Regions from separate parts of the Mus musculus genome. Here regions 2, 3 and 4 are each linked to region 1. A link is a contact called in public Hi-C and HiChIP or PLAC-seq data. All regions are on one chromosome and are shown on one strand. The core of a region is the stretch at or near the end of the contact, and the rest is flanking DNA. Distances in the headings are between cores, read along the strand shown. Region 1 holds the start of Tmem132e (transmembrane protein 132E). Region 2 holds the start of Ccl1 (chemokine (C-C motif) ligand 1). Region 3 has its middle 16 kb from the start of Gm24612. Region 4 has its middle 74 kb from the start of Gm24612.

Region 1 (4,213 bases), core at 919-3,418:
GAGTGGGGACAAAGTGGTACTGCCTCCACTATCCTTCCTTCCGCAAGTCGGTACCTCTGTCTTGAGCATGCCTGCACGGTGCTAGCATTGTGTGTGTGGACAGGTTATGGATGACCGTCCCTGCTCAGTGCTCTGGGACACCCTAGGCCCAGGGACAGCCGGGAGCCCTAGATAAAAGGCTCACAGCTGGCAAGACGCTCCAGAAGGCCTGCCTAGGGCAAAGACTTGGGAAGCAGACAGTTCTGGCAGGTCAGGAAGAACAGATCTGTGGCTGGGCCTGAGAGTATGCTAGTGAGTAGCTGGGACCTAGGGACAGCAACTGAGCTACCCAAGGGCCAAAATGACCTGGGAATGGAGCTCCAACAAGGGCAAGAGCCATGCTTAGACAAGAAGCCTGCTAGGCTGAGCTTTAGGACTCCACCAGCCCCACACAGCTGTCTTACCCTTACCCACTGTCAACCATCCTGGGGGGGGGGGCGGGATGAAGATTTCTCTCTGGCTGCATCCCTAGTCACAACTCCATACCTTATTCCTGCTGGTCAATGCCTGCTCATTGCTCCCGTGAAGAATCAAGAGAAAAGCAATCCCCAGGGAATCCAACCAAAGGCAAAACAGCTTACTCCACAGCAGGAGAAACCCAGACACCCAGAGGAGCTTCAGCTTGTTCCCTTCTGCCTCCTAGCTCTTGGGCCCTATGATTCCTTGAGACCACTTTCTCTTTACTCTTTCAACCTTGAAAATACACCCTACTCGGGGCGAGGGGCGCGGAGGGGGGTTCGTTGCGGAGCAAAAACGAATTAAGAGACCGTGGGGAGGTTCACAGCACACTCAAATCAGGCTGCCAGGGACTGCACAGATTCGGGCAAAAGCTGACCACTACAAACGGACGGTTCTCTCAAACATCCAGATGGCTCGCTCCACTAAGGCCTTCTCCAATTCTGTCCTTGGCTCACCCTCTCGGGAGTGGGGCATCAGAGTCTTATATCCCTAGCTAGTCCTTTGCTGGTTGGGGAATTGTCCCGGGTCAGCTGGTTTCACTTGGGCGCAGCAGAGGGCCGCTTCCCCGCCGCCCCTGCCCCCTTGCTTCCACAGCTCCCTTTCTCTCGTTTAGGTTTGCGCCCCTCTCCTCCTGGAGCATCTCCAGCTTGCGGAAGCCCGCCGCAGCGCCCTCCTGGCTCATCTTGAGTTCCCACTCTGGGTGGGGGAGGTTGTCCTACTACCCCCTGCCTCCAACCTTCATATCCCCCATCTCACTGCTGGGGCGCACCATCCCCGGGTTCCTCCCTCCGTCACCCCTTTCCGGCAGAGCCCAGAGCCCAGGGCGAGCCTGGGGAGCAGACGCAACAGATTGCAGAACGCTGGAGCGCGGCCCCGCTGCCTTCGCGCGCCGCCAGTCTCCCGGCCCGCGCCCGCTGCCCAGACCCCCGCCCGACTTGCTCTGCGAGCCGGCCGGCCATTGAGATGCTGCTCACAAGCCTCCCGGGCCCCAACCGTGCGCGTCCCTGTCCTAGGCCCGCCGCAGGAAGCCAGACAGCCGGCGGCACGGCCCGCACCCGCCTGCGCGCCGGGCCCGGAAGCCGCGATCTCGCCGGTCCCAGTGGTCCCCAGCCCCTCGCGCTGCATGGGGAGCTGCGGCCGGGTACCCGAGACTCGACCTAGCTGATCTCTCGCACCCCTCTAGATATCCGTGAGCTGACACGCCCCCAGGGTCTCGGGTTTTTCCCTGAATTCTAACTCTGAGACCGAGGAATCTACCCCCCCCCCGCCCCAATCTCCCCTGGACCGACCTCGGTCCCCTCAGCGGACTCCCGCTGCAGCCGGGAACCGTGCTGGTAGCGACGGCGGAGAGTCCAGGGGAACACTGGGATGAGGTGCTCCTTCCTTCGGTTCTCTCTGCGCCCCCTCCAGGGGCGCCCGCCGCATCTTCACCCCGAGTCTGCGCCGCGACACTTACCGTGGGCGAGCAGCACAGAGAGGCAGAGTAGGGCGGCGCCGCGGCGGCCCGACATCCCTGGGGCCATGGCCGAAGCGGGGGCAGGAGGGGTCCGAGGGTGTAGAGATCCACGGCGAATTGGTCTCAGGCTGGGCTCGGTCGCCTCCAACTCACTGGCGCCCAGCTGTGTCTGTTGAGGCTTCGGGGGCCAGAAAGCGCAATTCGGGGACACTTTGAGGGGAGGGGCGTCCCGGGCACCACCGGCTACACCCTCGGAGCCGGCGGGGGCGCAGCTCGGGGCGGGAGGAGTCTCCACCTCCCCGGGCTGGTGCCCCCTGCAGGATCTGCGAGGAGAGGGGGGAGCCGCACGTGCGGTCCCAGGGCCCGGTGGCCACCAACGTCCCGGTGGCTGCCGAGGGCCGCGTGCCGAAGCCCCTGGCCTCGCCGCGCCGCTCAGATCCGTACTCGCTCGTAGGTACAGAACCCCAACGCGAACTCGAATCGCCTCGGTTTCGGTGGTAACCCCACATGCACAGCGCGGCTTTCTTCCTCTCCCAAGCGCCCTGCAGCAGTAGGGAAAATCCCAGGTCGGGAGGAAACGGATGATTTCTTTCGCAAAGAGAGAAAATCCAGGCAACTTTAATCCATCCGGGGAAGGAAAAGTTTCCTTGCAGGGATGAGACAGGCGACGCGGGTCGCCACCACCCTAGGCGACGCCCAGACGAAACGTCTGAGGTGGGGGACCAGATGTTTGTCCCTTCGCAGTGCTCGGTCTTGGACTCCAGCACTCTCTCCAGTCTCGACCGGGGTCTGCGCTAGCACAGGCCAACTCGGCGCCGCCTGGCCAGGCTGGGGTTCGGTGGCTGGAGCAAGGGTGGAGCTCTAGGCACTCGCTGCCCCATGGAGATGAAGCTAGGAGAAGCGAAGGAGCGGAAGCGCCAGCTAAGGCGCCCCAGCTCGAGCCGTTTCTTCCCAGAGCGTCTCCTCCAGTATCCAGCCCGTAAGCGTTGTAGGATGAGAGATGGGGTGGTCAGCCCTCGGCAGCACCGGCTACCCTTTTCTTTCCTCTCCGGTAGGGTGTCGCTGTCTCAGCACAGGGGTACCTTGCCCCGCCTCACACCTCTCCTCGCTTTCCCGGGGGAACCTACACAAACCTTGAACTTTTCCGAGGTTCACAGTCTCCGATCCCTCGTCCTACCCATCACCCCCGCCTTGCCCCTGGACACCCGCTCGCCCGTTGCCTCGGTGCGGCAGGGCACAGGCTGTCGCTCTTTCGGAGTCAGTCTGGGCGAGTAGATCGCCGCTCCAGTCCCAGCTACGGGTGGCAAGAAGCGGGAGCGCGGCCAGTGGGCTAAGGCAACCGCACCTGCGCAGCCCCTGGCCGGAGAGGCAGCAGCGGGTACCTAGGCGGCCTAGAAAAGATAGAGATGCCGATAGGGGTCCAGCTCTCCTTGGACGTGGGGTTGGGGAAGAAGAAGAATCAAGGACCAGAGGAAAAAAAAAAGAGGCGGGGGAGCCACAGTTGACCGAAGCAGTCGCTGCCACCTCCACGGCGCTCCTCGGTAAATGGTTGAAGAAAGACACACACACACACTGATGCTCGCTGCCCTCCTCCTCGGTCCGGCATCCAGCGCCCACCAGGACCGTAGCGGGCGGGCGCCCAGCTTGGCGCGCTCGCTCCCTTTTCCTCCCTCCCCTCCCAGATTCCCCGTGATCACGTGGCCCCGGAGCGCGCAGCCCACGGCTCGCGCGCCACGGAGACTTCCCCCTCCCCCGGCTCCCCTGTCTGTCCACGTGTCCATTCCGCATTCCCAGCCTGGGGGCGCGCGCGGCTCCTTAATGAGAGCCGGCCCAGGGCTGGCCTCGCCGTTCAGTTCTACTCCGCTTTACATTTAATTTTTTTCCCCCTCTGAGATTAAGGTTGGTGCGATCCGAGAGGGGTCGGTCGGCTGCTGCGACTGCGGTTCTCCTGAGCAGACGCCACAGCCGAAGCCGACCGAGGTCCCTTTTCAGGGAATGCCAGCTCCCCGCAGGGTGCCGGAGATGTTTTCGGTGGTTCTATCCGAGGCGCGGGTAGGGGGCAGCCTCCCACAGCCTCTGAGTCCTCCTGGGTCTGCAGGGCACCCGGTGGGAATCAGACAAGCTGCCGCGCCCAGCTCCTCTGGTTGGAGCTCCTCGGGTAAGAGGCAAGGGGCGCCGCTGGAGGCCGAGGAGAGACTTGCCTCTGCCTACAGGTTGTTTTGCAAACCTCTGAAAGGTGTCCGGGCGCGGAGGTGGGTG
Region 2 (4,213 bases), core at 926-3,425, 210 kb after region 1:
ATCAGCCTCCAAAGACAAGGACATAGAGAGGCAGCAATGGGGTAGTAATTTTAATGACTTTGTGGGTGGCAGGAAGCAGTAGGGGTCTGACTGGCATGGGTCCAGCTGTGTAAAGATCATGAGCTGATCTTATTCTTAGATACCCAGGGCTCGAGTCTCTGCCTCCTATGCCACCCCCATTCTCAATATAGCATCAAGCCCAAGACTTCCCTCCTCGTGAAAGTCACCCTCCCACCCTCCATACTGTGGAGATTTTATCTCTTGGTGCTTTGACAATTGCCTGGAGTTTTCTCCTCACAAGTACAGGCACTTGAGTTTTGATTCTGACTCTGAAATGGAGCCAAGATATTCCCAGTTTCGACAAAGCTCCCTCAGGAGTGCCAAGAGTCATCACTGCCAAAGGTCTTGAAAAGCTCATTCAGCTCAGACATGCCACGGTAGCACGGAGCGAGCCTCAGTGGAGAGATGCGGGAAGACAAGGACTTCCGATTGCCATCCAGGCACAGGGGCTTAAAGGAGGCTGAGATTTGCCCGCAGGGGTTGGCAAATGACTTTTATTGGAGGAAGGGTGTTTGAAATGAGCAGATTGGGCACAGAGGGAGTTGGCTGGGAAGGTGGTCAGGTCGATGTTACAGTAAGGATGAGATGGTGGATATAGGAGAGCAAAATGGATGACTGAAGCTTGACTATTTGGGAAGAGTTCTAACTATCTAGTAGTTACACTCAGTTGGCAACAAACACTGAAGGTTTTTCAGTTGCACAGGCTAAGGTCAACATAGGTTAGCATAGCCAACCCACTGTGTATAGGCCCCATGATGCCAATGCCAGAAAGCTTAGCTGCTTTTTCTTGAGGGCCTCCTATGAGCTGCTTATCCCAAGTACTGCCCACTGCATATACTGTTTTTATCTGGCTGCACAACCCCATCTGCATCTACATCCCATGCTCTAGCTTTCTCCATGATGCTGAGTGAAGGGTGTTCCTCTGTACTTGGCTTTTCCAGACTCCTTCCCCTGCCTGACGTGCTGTCTTCACAGCAGCCTGCAGGACATGGTACTTATAGAACACTGTCTGGAAAGGGTCCTCTGAAGTCCCTGGGTGTCCCCAACATTCTCCTGTGCCCCCCACATGACAGATCTGTCTTGAATGAGCCGTTGTTGTGTTGGATGGCTCTCCATGGCTTGTCTATAGGTTGAAGCAAGATGGCTCAGGTCAGGCTTTGCCCCCATTGGCAATTGTCCCAAGGGTAACCAAGCAAGGGTCTGGATCAGAGTAAGCTGTGAAAGGGCTGGGGAACAAAGAAATAAAACTAATAGCAAATGTGTTGGCCAAACGTTAGACAGACAGGATCAACCTGTGGTATGTGTGTGTATGTGTGTGTGTGTGTGTGTGTACATGTATGTAGGTGTGCATACATGTGTCTATGTGCATGTGAACGACTTTGCTTTTTGAGATAAGTTCTCTCCCTGGCCTGGAGGTCTCCAACTAGGCTCAGCGGGCAAACCAGGCAGCTCCAGGGATCAGCCGGTCAGCCTCTCCAGCTCTGGGGTTACAAGATCATTCCACTACCCCTGCTCTGTATGCGGGTTCTGGGAATCAAACTCTGGTCCTCACACTTGTGTAGCAGGTACTTTGCTGACTGAGCCATCTCCCCAGCTCTGCATTTCATTCTTACCACCCGGATTTGAGATGTGTTACTAGTTCCATTTTGTAGGGATGTGCAGCTTAGAGAAGTTTGTGCAATGGCTGATTGGCAGAGCCAGAACCCAGACACAAGCTCCATTTGATGCAGATTGTACCTTCTCTGCTCTGTCCTTCTCCAAGGCCTGTAGCTGCTTTGAATGGAATGATGTGGGTTAGACAAGCTGTGTACGGGCCACTTCCTCTCTCTCTCTCACCTTTTTTGACTTTCCACTCAGCCAGGACAGCTCCCACGTATTTTGTCAAGAACGTAAAGATTGGTATCTGCTTCTGCACTTGGGGAAGTTCCCAAGGCCACTAGGCACCCAAACATACCTCGAATACGCCCCCCTCCTCCCAGGAGAGGTGAGAAAAGGAGTTTTCCATGTGGCCATTGGGTATGAGTTCCTTTTCCCTGGGACTCCCACCTCTTCTCCATGGTCTGGGAAAGCACCCCGGGCCTTCTGATAAAAGCTCAGTACAGGGTGAGGCAGGAGAGAGTTCTTGGCTCCACCAGACATTCGGCGGTTGCTCTAGAGAGGCTTGAGACAGAAACTTATCACCATGAAACCCACTGCCATGGCACTGATGTGCCTGCTGCTGGCTGCCGTGTGGATACAGGATGTTGACAGCAAGAGCAGTGAGTAATGGGGTCCTAGTGCTTGGGCCCAGGGAGGGGAGATGTATAGGCAGGCACTCTGGGCTGGGAACAGAGCTTACCTAGACATCATTGGCTTCATTTCTGTCCCTATCTGGAGATGAATGGCGGGCAGTAATGGGATAGGGACGCTGGGCGTGGAGGAAGGTTATGGACTGGGAGCACACATCTACTTCGTGGTGGGGAGCTCAGACCTGAAACCCATTCCTCTGATTCTTTTGCTAATCCTAGAACTAGGTGGCTGCAGAGACAGACCTGGGCCAGCATCCTCTTGATGGGGTTCCAAGACTGGCCCTGTTCTGGGAGGAGCTTCTCCTTCTCCTTCTCCTTCTCCTTCTCCTTCTCCTTCTCCTTCTCCTTCTCCTTCTCCTTCTCCTTCTCCTTCTCCTTCTCCTTCTCCTCCTTTCTCCCTTCTCCTTTCTCTTCCTCCTCATCCTCCTTTCTCCCTTCTCCCTTCTCCCTTCTCCTTTCTCCTTTCTCCTTTCTCCTTTCTCCTCCTCCTCCTCCTCCTCCTCCTCTTCATCCTCCTCCTTCTAGATGAAGTGGCTTTAGTGTGTGGAAGATAATTTTGATCCTCACCCTACAGACAACTGGAAGGGCCTATGGGGTTGTTTAAAACAAATTAGGATCCCTGAAGTCCAGAGGAGGGACTAAGACTGATTTCCAGTGTGACAGATGACAGGCAGGGGCTGAAGGAAGGACCACAGGAGTGAACAGCCAGATAACTATTATATCTCTTAAAGATGTTTTCTGTATGGATAAACTGGAATCCATGTTCTAGATTGTTCGGAAAATACCAACCTGAGGTCAGGGGACCTGCAAGTTTCTGTGAACAGCGAGACAGGAAGGATCCAGGGTTAGAACACAGGGATGTTGAAGGTGGGATGTGGGAGGAGAGCGTACAAATCAGCAGACTGGGGGTTACTGGTCCCTGAAAGAGGGGAGGGCCAAGGATGGGAATGTGGAAGATTGTGTGGGCGAGTGGACCAGCCACTTTTTGGGAATACCCCCTTTTCCTTCTGAGCCCTTGTGGAGTTCCTCACCCAGCCCCATGTCTGTGAACCAAGAACTACAATGTCCTGCATGCGATGGGATAACAGGTCCTCTAGGATGTGAGGCCAGAGCCCCGAGCTTAAGTACTAGCACAGTACACAGAGCCACGCACTTGTGCTGGGAGACTGGGACTGAAGGGGTTTGTATATGTGGTAGGAAGAGTCTCACCGTATGTGCAGGAGTGTGTGCTGAGCCATGGCTCAGGCAGGCTTGTGGTTTCTGTCCCCACCACCTGCTGGTTTGTAGGGTGCTCACATCTGACGCCCCTCCCCAGTCTTATGATTGTTGTCTCCATCCTAGAAATGTGTTGCTGCTGAGACAGAGCTGCACTGCAGCCCTCGGGATGTGGTCTCCATGCTTGAGTCTGTCCTAGGAAGGACTTGGCTGGTTTTGCTTTTTAATTCTGTTGTGGGTGAGAGGCTATGGTTGCTAATGAATGGTCTTTTTTTGTGCTTTTCTTCTAGTGCTTACGGTCTCCAATAGCTGCTGCTTGAACACCTTGAAGAAAGAGCTTCCCCTGAAGTTTATCCAGTGTTACAGAAAGATGGGCTCCTCCTGTCCTGATCCCCCAGCTGTGGTGTGAGTGAGCCACTAGCCAGGGGAGAGATAATATTGACGGAATTGAGAATAGTACACACTAGATGGCGCTGTTCCACAAGAAAAGGGAGTCTAAACCCAACCAGGCAATCTAAGGTGTAGAGTGACACTAGGGGGCGTGGGGCTTCCCAGGAAGGGGGGGGGGGTCCTGATTTATTTGCTTGAACCCCAAAGTGCCTATGATTAGATCCCAAGCTATATAGCCAGGAAGAAATGTTTAATAAAAG
Region 3 (4,213 bases), core at 667-3,166, 190 kb before region 1:
GGCAGCCCAATTCCTTACAATTGTTCAGTCGCAGCTGTGAATGGAAGTCCAAGGATCTAGCAGTTACTCAGTCTCACGCAGCAAGCAGGCGAAGGAGCAGGAGCAAGAGCAAGAGCTAGACTCCCTTCTTCCAATGTCCTTATATTGTCTCCAGCAGAAGGTGTAGCCCAGATTAAAGGTGTGTTCCTTAAACTCGGAGATTCAATCTTCTGGAATCCATAGCCACTATGACTCAAGATCTTCAAACCAAGATCCAGATAAGGATCTCCAAGCCTCCAGATAAGGGTCACTGGTGAGCCTTCCAATTCTGGATTGTAGTTCATTCCAAATATAGTCAAGTTGACAACCAGGAATAGCCACTACACCCTCTATGGTATCGCTGTGCCTTGGGTACTGAGAAAACCACGCCTTCCTTGAACCGGACTGTGTCTGGTTCATCTCTTGTGTTTTCCAAGTCCAGATCTGGGGTAAGCTGGAGAGCAGAAGCACATAGTAGCTTTGAATGCAGCTCAGAAGCATCCTCCCCAGGGCCACAGCCAACACAGGGCTTTTGAGCAATGCAGCCGGGTCCGTGAACCTTAAACGGCCACTGATTTCCCAGTCTTAGTGTGAAAACGAGGACATAAGTGTCTCATTAATGCCTTTTAAATGTTCACTCTGCATTGAAAAGATCACATATTGGATTCATCAGGTTAAATAAAATATCTTTAAAAATTAATCTCACTCACTTATTTTAACTTTTCAGGATGGGGGTTGGAAATGTAAAATTGCAGATAATGTCTCTTGATTAACACCTACCAGTGAGCATTGATCTTGATCTAGCCTTCCCAGGTTCAAATCCTTGCTTTCCTATGCCAGACAGCCTGGGGCAAGCCAATTAATGGCCTCAGTTTCCCCATCTGTAAAACAAGTATAATATTAGAATCCTGTTCCCAGGCTTGTTACAAAAATTAGACCAGCTCACACTGTGGGCTTTGCAGATAGGAAGGCTAATATAAATATTAACCATAGCTTACTCTGATTAGTCACACAATTAATATTTGTTGAACAGAGCATTGAATTTCTAAATCCTAACCACCTCACCCCACCTTATTCCCGCTGTAAGCATTTATCTGTCACCCAACATTTATTCAGCAAATATTTATTGAGACACTACGGTGCACCAGGTTCTGTGATTGACACCACAGGCAAAGAAGATTTCGTCAATCAATTAATGGGTTCCACGGATCTTAGCTGAGCTCGGCTTTTGGTGCCAGGGATGACTATAATCTGGGGTCTACACAGGCTACACATTCGCCTCGGGATGGGATGTCAATCAAGGCATGTAGAGAAGACAATACTTAGCAAGAGTTTGACACTGTAGGCTGCCTGCTAGGATGGGGGACCAACAGGGTAGGTAGAAACCAGGAGCAGGGAGGAGAGGGTGCCAGGAGATGCCTTGGGCAGATCAGATGGAACTCTGGGAGAGGCTGGCCAGAAAGAAGGAAGCTGCTCCAGGGAGTGGAGAAACATCTTCCCTGTCATCCATCAGATTTGGAGCAGAGAGAGCTGGGTCATGGAAGTTAACCGGAAAAGCACGGACACATCAATATCAGTCGAGCCGGCTGATTGTTCCTAAGCAGACAAGCCAGCTGGTTGATTGAATTTTTCACTCATCGTTAGGGTGCCCAACAGAAATCTAGGAAACAGAGCCCTCCAGCCAGCAGCCCGGGCATCCCTGAGTTTAGGCTCCCAGACAGCAGTACCCCTCTAGGCCTTCCTGCCAGACTCTAACACCCAGCCTTCATGGCTGGCAGTTTAGTGCACAGCTGGTAAGTTAAAAGCAGTTTAGTGATAATTCCACCTCGCACTGAAGACTTCCAGGGACTGTTAATGAATTTAAATGCCGGGGATTTTCTCTGATGCCTCATTGCATATGCTCCTCACATTAAGATGCTAATGAGGGCTCTAGTGGATGGAGGCACTGGAGTCTGACCAGGGACGGTGGCCTGGGAAGGGTTGCTGGCTGGTCAGGGCTTTTCTAATTCCTTATCAGTGCTGGATCAGTGACCTCTCAGAGTGGGTTAACTGGCCCTAACCTCCTTAGGGTTGGGGGATGCACTCAGCTGGGACTGAGTCAATGCAGTGCCTGGAGCTGAGGCTAATGACGTCGGCAGTCTTAGTGAGCAAACAGGGGAGTTGCTGTGAGATTCCAACTAAGGCCTGGGATTCCATCCAAGAGGCTGTGCCTCACGGACCCAGATGGATTGTGGGTGAAAAAGACTTCAAGTCTGAGTTCTTGAAGACTAAACTTCCAAGAAAGCGCTGAATTCCACCAGGATAAAAGATTGCCCAAGAGGCAGGTGGCACAGAGTGACAAGGTGCGTGGACACTGGGCAACTGGCTGGGATGACAATCAGGCTGCCCTTGAGGACATCAGAAAGGGTAGTTGGCCTAGAATCCCCGTGAGGATGGGAAGATGGTGTGTGGCTTCTCTTCTTGATAAAGGCAAAAGAAAGAGACATAAGAGCCAGGCAGTGGTGGCACACGCCTTTAATCCCAGCACTTGGGAGGCAGAGGCAGGCGGATTTCTGAGTTCAAGGCCAGCCTGGTCTACAGAGAGAGTTCCAGGATAGCCAGAGCTACAGAGAGAAACCCTCTTTTGAAAAACAAAAACAGAGAGAGAGAGAGAGAGAGAGAGGGAGAGAGAGAGAGAGAGAGAGAGAGATTAAGGTTGTAGAACAAAGAAGTTGTAATGCTGATTTTTTGGGGGTGGGGTGGGGGGAAGGAGCAGGCACCCTGGTTTGAACCTTACATCTGCCACCAAGAAACTGTGGGACCTCTGGCAATGAGATACTGAATCCTTTTCTGCCTCAGTTTCCCCATTCGTTAAACAGTGATACAAATAGTTAAGTATCTGCCTTGCTTGCCCAGTTAATCCCTTGGATTAGTGATGAAAGCTGCAGGTCTTCCCCAGCCAGTTTTCTGGCTCTGCTTATGGAGAGCAATCTGAGAGGAGGTAAGCCAAAAGGTGGGCTCCATGCCTGAGAGCACTGGGGAAAGGGCTCTGATAACGCAGCTTCATTTCTGCCGACTCGCACTACACACAGTGGGGAGAATCTGCCGGCTCCCCTAGAAACCATTTTCCTGGGTTTCCTGAAAATCCACCGACAATTTCTGTAAATTTGTTTAAGGATTAAATTAATAAGTCTCTTCTCCTTGGCTGCCATCAACACATAGAACCCTGTGGTTCTCTGCTCCCACAAGCAGCTTCTGAGGCTGCATGTGGAAGAAGAGAGGCCGCTTCAGAGCCTTGCTGTACCCAGGTAAACCTGGGGGGGGGGCTCCTGAAGTGTGGATGCACTGCCCTGCTCAGCACCCACTTGTAGGAGCACTGTCGAGGGCGGCACCCTGGCTAGCAGCTGTGTGAGAGCCGATTTTTGTTCTTCCTCCTCGGATCAGGGCTCTGGATCTTCCTGTCATTCAGAAAGCTCCTTCCGTGGAGGGTTAATATCTTCCCCAGAGATGCTTTGGGAGTTCCTCCCACACTGCCAGGATTCCTCACTATCCGGGATACTTCCCAATGGCATAGGATACCTGTCATAGGGTAGAGGTAGAGGGTTCGATAGATTCTGAGACCACTCTGTTCTGGAGACCTCTGTGAATGACAACACCCTGGTAAGTTCAGGAGACAGAAAGAAGCCTGAAGGCTAACTGGCCTTTCTTGGATCCCTTAGGACTGGCAGACTCCAGAGGAACAAAGGTAGAAAGGTTATTTAAAAGTAATAGAAACCTCTTAGTTCAAAGATACCATGTCATCTTCAGTGCACCACCCCTCCATGGTGGGTGTGCATGGGGTTCAACATCTTTTGGGGTCCCACTGGTCACTTTTCTGGCCTTGGCTGTCTTGAGAGCCTCAATGTTCCCCATTTTCTTACTCAGCTCTCTCAGCCTGGCTCAGGAAACCCAGGGGCTGCAGTTTAGTGGGTCTGGCTGAAATAGGGCCGAGAAGACCCTCCTTTGCAGTCCCCTGCACAGGCTGAGAGCATACCACAGTTCTCAGGGAAGTTCATCTTCTCTGTCTTATGCCTTTTCTGCCTCCTGCCAGCAGGTGAACTTCTTGCAGAGTAATTGAAACTGGAGGAATGGCTGGCCAGATCCATCCTGAAGCTGTGTGTGCAGTCTCTGATGAAGGGCCACCAGGTTAATGCCTCACCATTCAGCATGTGGGCAG
Region 4 (4,213 bases), core at 1,255-3,754, 130 kb before region 1:
TGGGATACAAAGCCTACCAAGGTTGGGAGCATTGTTTCTAAAGCCACACGGCAGTGGAGGAAGACAAGGATGTGAATAAAAATGAGGTCCCCGGTTGCTGCTCCTGTGGGCATTTAATATCACATAATGATAATGGCGGCGATGATAAAAATAGCAACGCTAGTCAACACTTACTTACCAAGCACGTCCCACTTGCTGGGCACATATCTAACGTGTTAATTCATTCTGTCCTCTCACTCACCCTGGGTGTTAGGATTATTTCTACTGGACTCACGCAGGCGTTTAAAACCGGAGAGGTTAAATAGCTTGCCCAAGGTAACAGAGCTGGACATGGCAGAGATGGGATTCAGACCTGAGTAATATGTGGCCATAGGCCATCCCCTCTGTGACACCAAGTTTTGTCCTGTGCATCCACAAAGGAGCCAACCAAGCCTCATTTATCTTTGCCCCAGGGCTGGCTTTGTCCCTCTCACAGGCCCTTTCTATAAGTCACTAGCGTGGATTTGATCCCCAGTGGTGGAAGGCCAGGGTCCCTGTAGCCTCACTCCCCCCACCATGATTAGGGGTTGATTGCCTGTACTGCACTTTGTCTCGGAGGGCCAAGGCTGGAACAGCCAGGGAGACAATTGCTGCAGGAGTTGCATTTGTTAATCTTGCATTCGTTAATTTATTTTATTTTCAGTCCTCAGAATTAGGACGGGCCTCTTGAACACAATATGCAAATGTATGCAAAGCAAGATGAGCAGGCAGTTTCAGAGCACCCTGCACAGTGGCTCTCCAGAGCCAGAGGGGAGTGGGGGTGGCAGCAGTGGTGGAGGAGGCTCCTCTGTCACTTCCAAAAGAGCAGCTCTGTTCAGGGCTCTGGGGTACCCCCAGGGACCCTCTTGGGGCAGGGGATCATCACCATTTGCTCTGGAAGTCAAGAAGGAAGGAAGGAAGGATTAGACAGCAACACTTCAGCTCCAGGTCTCAGTTTCCTTCATCTGCCTTCAGCCTCACCAACTCTTATCCTCCCTGATCCTCATGTAATGGGCACTGCAGCCTAGGTGACCTGGCAGAGGCCCAAATAGTCTGTGGCCTGGGAAAGGGGGATGTGGGTGAAGGGTCTTCAGTCCTCCATCCCATAGTAGCCTTTACACATCTCACCCTGCCCTGTGAGTTCGCCTGGACCTCTAGGTATAGAAATGGAGTCTTTCAGGATAACTTGTTCCCTCCCCCTGTGCCTCACTGGAGACTCTGTTGCTGCTTGCCATGTGGTTAAAAGGTCCCTGGGTCAGAGGCCTCTGTCTGATCATGAGAAGGGCTACCCTTGGCTCTCTAGGGAGCACAAAAAAGATGAATTCCTAGCATCCATCGGCCATGGCTGATGGAGAGGAGGATGGAGAGGAAGAGGGGGAGAGAGAGGGAAAAGGAAGAGAAGGGGAGAGAGAGAGGAAGAGGGAAGGGGAGGAAGAGAGGAAGGGAGGAAGAGAGGAAGGGAGGGAGGGAGGGAGGGAGGGAGGGGGTTAGTGAGGGAGAGAGGGAGAGAGAGAGAGAGAGAGAGAGAGAGAGAGAGAGAGAGAGAGAGAGAGAGAGAGAGAGAGAGAGAGAGAGAAGGGGTTAGTGAGGGACCGAGAGAGGGAAAGAGAGATTTCGGAGGGATTCCTCTTCCCTCTCTCCCCTCTCCCACCTCATTCCCCTTTCCCTCTGTCCACTAGGGACTCCAGTACAAAACTAACTTGTTGCAGTACAAGGGCAGCTTGGGACCAGAGTAGGGCAGACTGATGAGACCCAAGAGCTGCTGGAGTGGGACTTGGAGATGTGGGACAGGATGGGGTGGGAGCTCTCTGGATAGATCAAGTGGGGGTAGGAAGTCTGAGGCGGCTGAGGAAGAGACCATTGAAAATTTTAAAATATTGGGGGTGGGAAAGGAGACTACGTGTGTCTTAGTAATCTGTAACACAAACTTGCCACAGCCTAGAGTCACTTGAGTGGTTTCCCAAAGGGTTGAGGCTTGTGGGCAGAGATGTGGGGGAGGCTCATCTTGATTGTTAATTGGTAGAGGAAGGCTCAGCCCACTATGGGTGGCACTATTCCTTGGGCAGGTGATTCTGGGCTGTGTAAGAAGCCAGCTAAGAGCGAGCAGGAAGGAGCCGGCAAACAACTTTCCTCCATGTTTTTTTGCTTCACATTCCTGCTTGAGTTTCTGCCCTGACTTTCTTTAGTAATGGGCCATTTGCAATTTGAAAACTGTAAGCCCTTTCCTCCTCTATATTGCTATTGGTGTTTTACTGCAGCAACATATACCAAGCTAGAATAACATTTTACATTTTTTCAGACACTGAGAGTGGGCCATCATCCTGTTCGTGCCCCTGTCTCCCTGCCAGGAGGGACAGGAATGGGCTCAGGGGCCATGCATGTGAACCCAGAGCCTGATGCAACCCTTCCTTCACAGGTGGTTCCCAGCAGAGGAGCTTGGCGGAGGAGCTTGCAAGGCTGCAGTCTGTTGCTTGGGGAAGAAATGCCCAGACAGAAGCTAGGATACAGCCTGGTGTCGGGAAAGGAGCCCACCATCTGCTCCTGCTCACGGGGAAACAGACACCGTCAGCTAAGCCAAATCAAACAGCCGGGTTGCGGTGCGGTGGTGAGGTTCCCGGATTCCCCGGTATAGCAGGCAGCAGGCCACCCTACTTAATTCCATTGATAGTAGGGACTGCAAGAAAGCAGCTCCACAGAGTCCCACCCAGGGGTCAGCCAGCATGCTCCTGGGCAAACCTGGACCAACCAAGCCACCCGACACTGTCCTTCCTCTCCCTCCCCCTCAGATCTATTCTCCAGGGTCGGGTTTTATGAGAAGAGTGGGCGAGAACTTGAAAAATAAATAAAAAATTTAAAGACAAATAAATAAGGGAGCAGTCCGCTCTTTTCCCCTTTAATTTTTTAAAGGAAAAATTAATTTTCCCCTGCCTAAGTACCTGTCACCTTAAATTAATGTTTCCAAGAGCAAAAATGACAGAGAAGTTGGGTCATTAGGCAAATTTTAATTAGAGGCTCAGATGTCCTTTACTAATAAGATGTTACATATATTTCATCCTGTTCTTGCCTCCCTACCTCCAGGATGGCTCGTGACACTACCAGAGACCGCTGGGGAATCAGGAAGAGGGGACTGAGCCAGCGAGGAGAATGCAGCTGTTTTTGAGGGAAAGAGGAAAGGGTGGAGGGAAGTCTGGTCTGGCTTTTCCTAAGAAGATGGCTAGCCAGGGCCAAGCCAACTTCTGCTCTCAGTGGTGGACATCCCAATGCTTTCAGGGCAGGCTGTGTTCCCTAAGAACTGTGTGTTAGTGTATGTGTATACATGTGTTAGTATATGCATTAGGGTGTGTGTATATGTCTAAACATGTATGAGTGTATGCATGTATGATGTGCACATTATATTCAAGTATGCATCATACATATATGTATGCATGTGTATTTTCATATGTCTGTATGTGAATGTGTGTCTCTGTGCATGCACATATGTGAGTGTACTTATTTATAAGTGTGTATATATGTTGTATATATGTAACTATGTGCCTATTTGTGTATGTGTGCATGGGTGTGTATACATGTGTGCATATGTATGCATGTATGAGTGTATATATGCATGTGCCTTTGTGAGTCTTATGTGAGTACATATTAGATTGTGTATGTGTGAATGTGTATGCATGTGTGCAGGCATGTATATATGCATATGGTATACACGTGTGAGTGTGTTAGTTTGCACGTGCAAGTATGCATGTGAGAGTATGTTTTGAAGATTCTAATTTAGCCTCCTCAGAGTTACAATGGCTCTGATGATGAGTTCTTGGAGTAGTTGCTTACATTGTGCCTCAGTTTCCCCATTCTAATAAAGGGGATGATAGATTTCTTCCTCTACAGATGCTGAAAGAGTTCCCTAGAATAAGACCTGGTGCCAGGAAGTCCTCAGAGCCAGGTGCACATGAGTCTGCATGCTGCTGAGAACATGGGTGTGGGGACAGACCTTCATGTGGGAAGAGTGGAAGTTTGGGAGTCAGAAGGTGTGGCTTGAGTTCCACACCCACTATTTCTGGCTTGGGGACTGATGTACTGGGGACCTTGATGGGACAGCCACCTTACTCCTCTGATCCCTTAGAGGTTACAATGTGCAGAGAAGCCTGGGGGCTGAGACCTGGGAGCCTCCAGAGTCTAAGCATCTTTAGGAAGCAGGGGACAC

Evidence for each region. Hi-C and Micro-C count contacts between places; a contact is called where the count stands out from the background. HiChIP or PLAC-seq counts read pairs in DNA pulled down with a chosen protein or histone mark.
Region 2: a Hi-C map of group 2 innate lymphoid cells shows a contact between it and region 1, with 3 times the contacts expected there. The contact joins the promoter of Ccl1 here to the promoter of Tmem132e in region 1. A contact is called at or near these places in 3 of 484 Hi-C or Micro-C datasets (embryonic stem cells and group 2 innate lymphoid cells).
Region 3: a contact with region 1 is called in an H3K4me3 HiChIP or PLAC-seq map of embryonic basal ganglia, with 2.8 times the contacts expected there. The contact joins the enhancer-like site here to the promoter of Tmem132e in region 1. A contact is called at or near these places in 1 of 15 datasets of contacts at CTCF or cohesin (pro-B cells), 6 of 484 Hi-C or Micro-C datasets (cortical neurons, liver, stem cell-derived neural stem cells and 1 more), 16 of 115 datasets of contacts at active chromatin or transcription factors (the 230-238 cell line, astrocytes, differentiating embryonic stem cells and 10 more) and 2 of 9 other capture datasets (embryonic stem cells and liver).
Region 4: a contact with region 1 is called in a Hi-C map of cerebral cortex, with 2.3 times the contacts expected there. The contact joins the enhancer-like site here to the promoter of Tmem132e in region 1. A contact is called at or near these places in 1 of 15 datasets of contacts at CTCF or cohesin (large pre-B cells), 4 of 484 Hi-C or Micro-C datasets (cerebellum, cerebral cortex and nephron progenitors), 7 of 115 datasets of contacts at active chromatin or transcription factors (craniofacial prominence, differentiating embryonic stem cells, embryonic forebrain and 4 more) and 1 of 9 other capture datasets (liver).

Annotation. Positions count from the first base shown.
Region 1 is chr11:82,386,855-82,391,067 of GRCm38.p6, reverse strand. It overlaps Tmem132e (transmembrane protein 132E), which reads right to left and starts at 2,168. Exons shown (of 9, transcript NM_001304439.1): 1 at 1,955-2,168. The coding sequence starts at 2,021. It overlaps Gm38577 (a long non-coding RNA gene), which reads left to right and starts at 3,628. Exons shown (of 3, transcript XR_880073.3): 1 at 3,628-4,112.
Region 2 is chr11:82,177,774-82,181,986 of GRCm38.p6, reverse strand. Ccl1 (chemokine (C-C motif) ligand 1) reads left to right here and starts at 2,175. Exons shown (of 3, transcript NM_011329.3): 1 at 2,175-2,318; 2 at 3,854-3,968. The coding sequence starts at 2,243.
Region 3 is chr11:82,577,899-82,582,111 of GRCm38.p6, reverse strand. No RefSeq gene overlaps it. Among named protein-coding and RNA genes, the nearest start is that of Gm24612, 16 kb to the left of the region's middle. Within about 2 kb of position 1,916, at least 40 of the 459 cell types and tissues checked have an H3K27ac peak or open chromatin away from gene starts, as enhancers often do. A contact at or near this core is called in cortical neurons, embryonic basal ganglia, embryonic forebrain and 2 more, where this site is marked.
Region 4 is chr11:82,519,927-82,524,139 of GRCm38.p6, reverse strand. No RefSeq gene overlaps it. Among named protein-coding and RNA genes, the nearest start is that of Gm24612, 74 kb to the left of the region's middle. Within about 2 kb of position 2,504, at least 11 of the 459 cell types and tissues checked have an H3K27ac peak or open chromatin away from gene starts, as enhancers often do. A contact at or near this core is called in cerebral cortex, where this site is marked.